Regions from separate parts of the Triticum aestivum genome. Here region 2 is linked to region 1. A link is a contact called in public Hi-C data. All regions are on one chromosome and are shown on one strand. The core of a region is the stretch at or near the end of the contact, and the rest is flanking DNA. Distances in the headings are between cores, read along the strand shown. Region 1 holds the start of LOC123078472 (serine/threonine-protein phosphatase 6 regulatory subunit 3). Region 2 holds the start of LOC123078474 (21.9 kDa heat shock protein).

Region 1 (4,791 bases), core at 989-3,488:
ATATTTTCGTAGTGCTTAGGCGAAGCCCTGCGGAGATCACATCACCATCACTGTCACCACGTCGTCGTGCTGTCGGAACTCATCTACTACCTTGCCGTCTTGCTGGATCAAGAAGGCGGAGGACGTCCCCGAGTTGAGCGTGTCCAGAACGCGAGGTGTCGTGCGTTCGGTACTTGATCGGTTGGAGCGCGAAGAAGTTCGACTACATCAACCGCATTGTCAAATGCTTCCGCTTACGGTCTACGAGGGTACGTAGACATACTCTCCCCCTCGTTGTTATGCATCTCCATGGATAGATCATTGCGTGTGCATAGAAAATTTGTTGTTTTCCATGCAACAAGGGGGAGAGTATGTTTTGGTGTCAAATATTAGAGAGGTGACTCAGAAAAACACAAGTGCTTGATTGTTTTCGGAATACACAAAATTACCACATATTTAAATTCAATTGACCTCACAACATGAACCTCGAAAAGCGTGGTATGCATGATAGCCTTGCGAATTTTCTTTTATGCTTTATCTTTAGCAACCCTGATTAGAACTCAACTTGCGGAAGAACTACCTGTCCTCCACCTTCTGTTCATTCAACTTCTCCTTGTTTCTCCAACTCTCTAGCTTCTCAGCTCTTTCTTTCACCTGCACATCATCACACATGAGTTCTATGCGTATTTTCCTCTTGTACATATCTCATACAACTTTACGTGCACACCACACCTTACACAATGTAAAGCTGAAAAACATGAGGAAATGAACACGGGGGTGGTTGGATTATGAGGGCATGACGAAATCGAGCTTGAAGGCTCAATGACCTAGGTCTATGTCTCTGTGCAAACATAATCATGAGAAGGAGTAAACATAATCCCAACCAAGTGACCAGCCGCAAACATACCTATCTAATATCGCCCAAAATAATTGCACTGCAAAAGCAATCTTTGCACTACAATTTGTAAATACTATAACTCTCATATGCTTTGTTATTTGCCATGGAGTTTTATTTAGCTAATTAGTTCAAGCTCGATGATAATACATGACAATCATTAATGTCTCTAATCAGTTTTTGGGACTCTGAATTTTTGTATGCGTAGGCATAGAGGATGATCCAGAGATAGGGGTTGATGCTTCAGTTATGATTCTGCGTATTAGTATTATTCTTACACAGTTACACCCACACGTGCTTTCAATCTCATGTGCACCCACTCGTGTTCTAGTTGGACCACGTAGGTGTCCAAATGGGAATAATAATGCAGAAAAAAAGTTGAGGAAGAGAAGATTATGTGTTTGGGGCTTGAACTGTGACTTGGGGGCGTCTTGTCAGTCGGGGCGGGTGGGGTAGATGGTGTCCGGATCAATGAGCATATCCACATTGTTATAGCAGCATGTCAAGAACATCACCCCGCTTATTCGTCCTGATCCCTATCGGCCAAATCAAAGAAGATTGATCCAGACATCGACAATTAATTGCAGCTGGCCGGGATATCGGACCGGATGAATGTTAATAACCAGGTAGAGACAAATCATGATCGAGATGCTCTGATTCCTCTCCTCCTTTACCCGTGTGATGTGTTTCTCTCTCTCTCTCACTGGGCGTGTGTGTGAGAGAAAGGAATTACGACGCAACATGAAGAGACATACAAAAATTAGCACTGTTGTTGTGCTCTCATTCTTAGGTGACTGCTTCCCTGGCATTTCCTAATGACCGCTCCTCTCTCGAGACATGTGTAGGGGCTTGCGCTGGGCGAGGGCGACGACATGTGTTGGTGGACCATGTATTGGCGATTCACGCAAGTGATGGCCAACTCGAGAGTACTTGCGCCTCCTCGGTGCTAGGAGGTCCTCCAAGTTGCACACCTCTAGTGACTCTGGCTTGCCGGGGCTTGCAATCTGCACTCGTCGCGTCGATCGATCCCCCTTGTGGAGACGGAGGAGTCAAGAAAGACCGTCCGCAAGAGGGAAGAAACAAAGGTCAGGGTGCGAGTGTGTGACTGATGGAGAAGGGGAATCAACGATGAAGACGATGGAGCAGTTGTTTTCTCGCTTATTTCTTCATTATTAGTACGTGAGGAGTTAAAATCAAATCGTGCGTGAATCGTCACGCACGGGGAAGAGAAGGTTGAACCATTACCCCTAGAAATCAGTTTTTGAAACGAGTCCATTGTTCAGACTTTATTTTTTATTTTAACAACACAAGTGAGCAAATAATTCGACCCATCGCCATCTGCCCTCGTCGCCTAACAGCGCCCCTCAGCTCCAATCCCCCATCTCCCAAGCCAAATCAAACCCAAGGAAAGCCCAAATAGAAAAGCGTGCTGTTTTTTCCTCCTCTCGTGCGCCTCCCACCCCCCGCGATCCCAATTCGATCCGCTCGCCCCTCTCCCGATCCACCCTCCTCCCCCGGCCGCCCAATCCGGCCGCCGCCGCCCGGATTCGCGCGGATTCGGCCGCGGACTCGCGCTCCCCGGGGTCGGAAACCCTAGATCCACCGCCGCCGCCACCATGTTCTGGCGCATGACCGGTCTCTCCGCGGCCTCACCCGTGAGTTCCCTGCTCGTAGCTCCCCCCAATCTCCCTCCGCTCTCTCAGATTGGTTCGTCCATCCGTCCCTATGTGCTGCGGTGGCTGCGAGCTTGGTCGTGGACCCGTTTGTTTAGATTGACACTGTGGATTGGGTGCGGCACTTGTTTGTGGGTTGTAATGCTCGCTTGCTCTTATTTTGTTCCCGGCTGCGCTGCGACTGCGAGTTGTGTTATTTTGCATTGGCGAGCTCGTGCATGTGCTGTTCTCGTGATTGGGGCGGGTTGCAGGGATGGAGTAAATGCCTTGGGTTCGGATTTGGTTATGTTTTGCATGCAAGTTAGCCCTGGGGATGACTCGGATCGTTGTGTAGACGGGGATGCATATGGCAAAGCTGCTGTGTTTCTAAAGCTGAATCTCTGATCTGATGTGTGATACTATTTGATTAGCATCCTAAACTGAAGATTCATATGAGTTGGGTACTTACGCTGTTTTATGAAGAACTTAGCTGGAACAGTGTGCCAGTGTAGCTGTTCCTCCTTTTTCCCCCCCATTCTTATGAGTTACTTGGTCTCTACTGATTTTCTTCTGAGATAATACCATGTTTGAGCAAAACGAAGTACCTTTCTAATTCCAATTCCATTCGTTGATATTGTGTTCAGTTGCCTTCAAAAAAATCTTGTGTTCAATCATCCAAACTCAGCTGTATCCGGAATTGTCTGATAATTTTAAGTGGCTCCGTTATTCCATCTCATGGCCCACATGAATCATGAATAATAATGATAATTATAATATTATTCCATAGTCAATGTAAATAAATTTTATAACCTCAATGATATCTTAATATATTTTCATAGTATTGTAGAAACAAAGGTTATGAATCAACTTATACCTAACTTAATATATTATTATTTCAGGTGGATACAATCCTAGACAAGGAAAATTTTACACTTGAAGAACTTCTTGATGAGGATGAAATTATTCAAGAGTGCAAAGCACTGAACACCCGACTCATAAATTTGTAATTTCCTTGAGCTTCTGTTATTAGCTTGAGGTTTACATGGGTGGCATGTTTAATATTGTATAACCTTACTATTCATTTTCATCCTGTGCACTAGAGTAACAATGAAGAATTTTATACTTTTCTCTTGAGATAGCTGCAACTGTTGTAAAGGAAACACAGTCGCTTATTAAGTTAAGGAAATTATGAACCAGTCTACATATATCATACAAGTACAATTGTTTTTGCACTTAATAGTTGCTGTTTTAATCCCATCATAGGAAGAAAATCTGCCCAGAATTTGTAGTTTGTTTTTGGCAGTAATGCTGGCAGTAATGCTTTCTTCTAAATAGATGGTTCACATAGTTCTTTTGTTTATAAGCAAGGATAACTGTTTCTATTCCCCCTTTCCTTTTCCTCTCCAAATAGATTCCTAGTTTTATTTATATTAACCTGCAAAGAAGTGAATCTGATGCCTTTTTGAGCAAATACAAGTTATTACACTAGTATTTTGTACTGTTAAACCAAATTGGCACGTTGAGTTTTCTTGATAGATCATCTGGTTGAATGAATGAGTGATATAGTAAATACCTATGTTGGCCTTCATTTTCTTGACTGTTGGCATCCAGTGTTCCTTGTACTTATACTGTTGTATTTCCCAGCCTATAATGCTTGAAATATTTTGTGTAGCCTCCGTGACAAGGCCCAGGTGGAACAATTGCTTCGTTATGTTGTTGAAGAAGTTCCAGATGACGCTGAAAAAAAGCGCTCTTTCAAGTATGCCATTGGCCATTAACATTCATTGCCTGTAGATGTTACGGACTGAGTTTCCTCCTTTGTATAAATTCATCCATTCCTTGCAGGTTCCCTTTCATTGCTTGTGAGATATTTACTTGTGAAATAGATGTCATTTTGAGGACCCTAGTAGAGGATGAAGAGGTTAGAGTAAAAGCTTTCTTGTCCTTTTGACATCTTTGTCAGATATGTTTCATTACAACCATTCTAGCTAATTTTACTTCTCTTAATCTTCTGCATTGCAGTTAATGGATTTGCTTTTCTCATTTGTGAAACCTGATCATCCACACAGCACATTATTATCTGGTTACTTCAGTAAGGTATTTCATTTTATTTGGATTATTTATATCCGAATCATGGCATAAATTCGTTGTAGAAGTTCCCTGCTGAAGTTTGGTCTTGCCTTTTGTTAATCTGATGTTGAGACTTCATCTTGTGGTTGCTGTCATATTTATTACAAGGCTGAAGTATGTTTGATTACTTATTTG
Region 2 (4,791 bases), core at 1,424-3,923, 230 kb before region 1:
AGGTTAACTGGGACACCATTTGCCGCCCAATTGCCAATGGGAGTCTTGGAGTGCTAAACACGGAGAAATTTGCTAGGGCACTAAGGCTTCGTTGGATTTGGTTTGAGTGGAAGGAGCCAAATAAGATGTGGGTCGGCATGGGTAACCTGTGCGATAACGCAGACTACAACTTCTTCTATGCCTCCTCAACTATTATCGTGGGAAATGGCGCGCGCATCCCCTTTTGGGACTCTCCGTGGGTGCACAACCGCAAACCCATGGATTTGGCCCTCTCATCTATGCGGCGTCAACGAGGAAGAATTGGAAGGTGCGGGAAGCACTAAAGGATGGCGCTTGGGTTAAAAAGATCAAGATGACGTCCGATTTTTCTATAGAGCACTTCAGACAATTTCTCGAGCTTTGGGCCACCATCCGGGATTTTCACCTACAGGAGGATATTGACGACGACATTGTTTGGAAGCATTCTACTAGTGGCCTCTACACGGCGGAGTCCGCCTACAAAGCGCAGTTTCTCGGCCTCATTCGCTCTCCCTTGGAGCATGCAGTATGGAAAATCTGGGCTCCACCCAAGGTCAAGTTCTTTGCTTGGCTGGCCATCCAAAATAGAGTCTGGACTGCGGATCGATTGGCCAAGCGCGGTTGGCCTAACTGTGGCTCATGCCCCTTATGCATGCGTGAGAATGAATCGGTTGACCATCTCTTCTTCAAATGTCGTTTCACCATTCGCCTATGGGGCTTGGTCAAGGCGTGGCTGCAACTCATTCACATTGACACCTCTACTTGGCCCCTGAGGCATTCCACCTTAGACTGGTGGCTTGGGTTAACTGATGCTTCCGTCCCCAACCGGAAGGCCATGGCCTCGCTCACCATGCTCACTACATGGACGATCTGGAACGAGCGAAACGCCCGTGTATTTCGCAACATGGTCGATCCGCCTACGGTTCTTCTCGACAACATCAAAAGGGAGGCATCATTTTGGGTCGCCGCCGGAGCTAAGAAACTAGGGTCCATTATGCCGGGAAAGTGATTCTTCCGTGTATTGTTAAGGGGTGTTTGTAACACAAACTCTATTCTCTCTTAATTAATATACGTGGGAAATCTTTTGCCCTTTTTAAAAAAAATACTTGGGATAAACTATTTGTGTGAGGTATGAGACGCGGAGAGAAAGTTAAAAAATGTCGAGTTCTTTTGTTGCTTAGGTGAGATGGAGTTAGAGCAACTCTAATGGGGTGATCCAAACGGACACGGATTTTGTCCGCATTTTGTTCGTTTGGGTCGGCCGGGCGGACATCCGTGTCCGCTTTTTTAATTGGGTCAGCCGGTGTGCCCAACACGGAACAGACCCATTTTGGGCATGTCCATCCAGGCATTTCTTCAAACACCTGACGGGCCACCGCCCTGAGCTGCTCGTCGACACAAGCTCCGGGCTCCAGCCGCACCCGGCATCGCGCCCGCGTCTTGCCATGGCCTCCCGCCGTCGCGCCCGCGCCCATGTCCCGCGGTCGCACTCGCCCGCTCCCGCGTCAGGCCGCGGCCGCCGCGCCCGTTTCCCGCTGCGACAGCCGTGCCCGCGTCTGCCACGCCCGCCGTCGCGCCCGCTTCCTGCCGCGCCCCCGTCCTGCGGCTCCTGCCGCGGCCACCGCAGCCCGCCTGCGCGTAGCTCGCGTCGCCTGCCGCTCGCGTCCTGCCGCAGCCCGCCTGCGCGTAGCTCGCGTCGCCTGCCGCCCGCGTCCTGCCGCAGCCCGCCTGCGCATAGCTCGCGTCGCCTGCCCACGCCTGCGTCCCGCCGCCACGCCCGCAACTCGCGTGGCCGCGCCGTGGCAATGCATTGGCGGCGAGCGAGGCGGCCGGGAGCTCGAGATTTACGGCGGGTGCGGACTGCGGATGCTGCGGGGGGAGAGGCGTCGTAGCGGACGGGGGAGGGCGCGCACCGGCCATCGCGGCGCGGGGAGGAGGAGGCTCGCGGCTCCGACACCACCGGCGGCCTTCAACCACCGCTCGAAGAGCACCACCGGACCAGCTCCTGCTCCGGGATACGAAGCGACGCGAGGACCCTGAGAGCGGCGAGCCTGGCGGAGCAGGGGCGGGGAGCGGGGCGGAGCACGGCCGCTCAAGCACGGCGGCGAGCGGGGCGAAGCAGGGGCGCATCGGAGCAAAGTGCGCCTCGAGCGGTGGGGAAGTGGGCCAGCTCATATAAATACGAAGAGAGAGAGATGGGTGGGTGACAAGCGGGCCAGGCCCGGACGCAGACGGACGAGAGCGACAGAGAAAACGTCCGCTTCGTATCCGCCTCGGACCCAAATGTGACTCAAATTTAGGACGGAAATGGGTTTCGCGCGGACACAAAGCGGACGCAAAATAAAAATGGGTTTCTGCGTCGGGCCGTCGTTTTTGTCGCGCAGACTCAAACGGACATGGGCGGATAAAATGGGCGCGCCATTCAAGTTGCTCTTAGTACAGACGATACCCTGGCGCACGCCCAAAGTATAGTGAGCCCAAGACACGTTACACGTCTAGGAGGAGGAAATGGAGATCCCCTGGCTAGACCCCCACGATAAATTTTCCTTGTGCCAGCCCAGCCCCTCAAGAAAAGCTTCGAATAGTTTTAGCGTTACCAGCGCAAGGAGGCAAGCTGCGTACATGATGCTATATATGAGGCGCGTGGCAGTAACTCTAGGTGGCACCTCCAGCCCGATCGATCAGTACGCGGCTGAAGCTAGCTAGGTACCGTCTGATCGCCCGGCCCGGGAAACCCAGTGAAACGACATGGCGGGCGGGCAAGAATCGTCAGCCGTGGCGGCCGACTTGGACCCCGTGTACGAGTGGGTCGACGGCGACGGCAGCTATCTCCTCCGCCTCAACCTCCCAGGTACGTGCGATGCCCGTTCGTGACTCGTGCTGAGTGAGATGGATGAAATGGTGCTCCCCGAACCCGAATTAAGCTTTGCTGTTGTACCTACTGAGTTGTGTGACATTATGTTGATCAAGGGTTCAAGAAGGAGGACTTCCGGGTGCACGTGGACCCCGCGGGCCGGCTCAACATCCTCGGCCACAAAACGGCGGATGGCGGAGCTGGGAACGTGCGGCTGCACAAGGTGTTTCAGCTGCCATCTACATCCGACCTCGACGCAATCACCGGCCGGTACGACGCCAACTTGCTCACGCTCACCGTGCCCAAGCTGCCTTCCGCCCCGGCCAAGGACGTCGGCGACAAACCAACGGATGAGAAATCCAAGGTTATCCGGGAGGCGGAGCGGCTGATCGAGGCGGCGAGGGCAAGGTTGCAGCTGGGGAGGCACAGAGAGGAGACGGCCAAGGAACCCCCGGCCACGAAAGTGGACGACAGGAAACAGGAGCCCAAGGCAACAGAAAAGGTGGTGAAAGGAGATGATGGTCAGGACCACAAGGAGAAGCTTGAGTATGAGACGGCGACAGAGACGGAGACGCAGAGGGAGAAGAAAGGCTGCTGGAAGGAGCGGGCGGCGGAGGAGGGGTTCAAGTGGGCAGATACCATAGGTAAGAACAAGGAGGTGATCGCCGCCACCGCCGTCGCCGCCTTCACGCTAGGCGTCTTCGTCTCCCATAGGCTCTTCTCCAGAAACTGAAAATCATCATCATCACTGAATGTAAATGCAGCGTCCGTTGTGCTGATGTGTGCGTGCACCTAACAATACGAGCGGATGTACGACCTAGCTGCCGAGATATATACGTGAGGAATAAATTCTAATGATACTATCACGCGTACGTACATCACTAAATTATAGTACATGAAACTTACTATCACATACTCGTAGACCTGCATTTTCATGATCTATTTTTTTTTATAAGGTGCAAGGCTAGGAGGCTTGGGAAAATACACAATAGTAAACAAAGCCCAACAATTTCCATGTCTTTTCTAAGCTGCACAAGTTCCATTTGATAATGCAGTAAAAGAGTCTGTTTTGCCAACAAACCATTTGATATCTTGGGTGTACATTTTACATTGCCAACAAACTGCACAAATAGTGCCACCCACTACGAAAATAAACATCATTTATTTAGTTTACCGTACAACTGCGCCTTTTATTTTTACTACAAAAACAAATAATGATACACTACTCCAGGTCTAGCTTTTCAGCCGCGTAGAAAGAGGAACAGGGGTAATAACAAACCATGAGCTTGTAAAGTGTGCAATCGATTGTGCCATCATCAAAGCAGGCCTTTTGTACAACCATATGCACAGTAATAGGGGGCGATTAAAAGATCGGCACGACGCTGTCGTGGACCCTGTTCTTCTGGTTCTGAGCAACGCATTCAGAGATCCACATCAAGTTCCTTATCTCCTGCTCTCGTAGCCTCATGTATGCGAAGAAAACGGCATAGTGGAACTGCACAAACAAGAAGAGAATATCAGAGCTCCCACCTTAAATTCTAGAGTTGAGGTCCGAAATAGTGGCACACAAAGCTCACAAGTTTTCTGAGACAATAAAACTCACCAACAGGCACTAGCACTTATGGCATTTTTTTAGAACTATCGGGCACTCACAAGTTGTTCAAATAGAGTTATGACTTAAGATGGATCTATAGAATCATGTGCAAAGTCGTGGCTGGTTAGCGCATATTTTACAAGCATGTATGTATGCACCACGCTGGTATGCATCAGTAGTGCATGTGGCTGCGAAAACTGCTTGCAGCTCCAGGTCTCCATGGCTCCTGGTATTTGAAAATTTTGAAAAACACACTTCCGTCGCTAAAAAAAATCTTAAATCAAATACGTGAATACATACACACAATCCTAAGGCCCGGTAAAAA

What was found. Hi-C and Micro-C count contacts between places; a contact is called where the count stands out from the background.
Region 2: a contact with region 1 is called in a Hi-C map of leaf, with 7 times the contacts expected there. The contact joins the promoter of LOC123078474 here to the promoter of LOC123078472 in region 1. A contact is called at or near these places in 2 of 5 Hi-C or Micro-C datasets (both in leaf).

What each region holds. Positions count from the first base shown.
Region 1 is chr3D:288,457,254-288,462,044 of IWGSC CS RefSeq v2.1, reverse strand. It overlaps LOC123078472 (serine/threonine-protein phosphatase 6 regulatory subunit 3), which reads left to right and starts at 2,238. Exons shown (of 19, transcript XM_044500996.1): 1 at 2,238-2,529; 2 at 3,426-3,529; 3 at 4,199-4,285; 4 at 4,372-4,447; 5 at 4,549-4,623. The coding sequence starts at 2,491.
Region 2 is chr3D:288,689,404-288,694,194 of IWGSC CS RefSeq v2.1, reverse strand. LOC123078474 (21.9 kDa heat shock protein) reads left to right here and starts at 2,673. Exons shown (of 2, transcript XM_044500999.1): 1 at 2,673-2,869; 2 at 2,989-3,733. The coding sequence starts at 2,767. The coding sequence ends at 3,605. It overlaps LOC100146098 (probable V-type proton ATPase subunit d), which reads right to left. Exons shown (of 10, transcript XM_044500998.1): 10 at 3,940-4,367. The coding sequence ends at 4,236.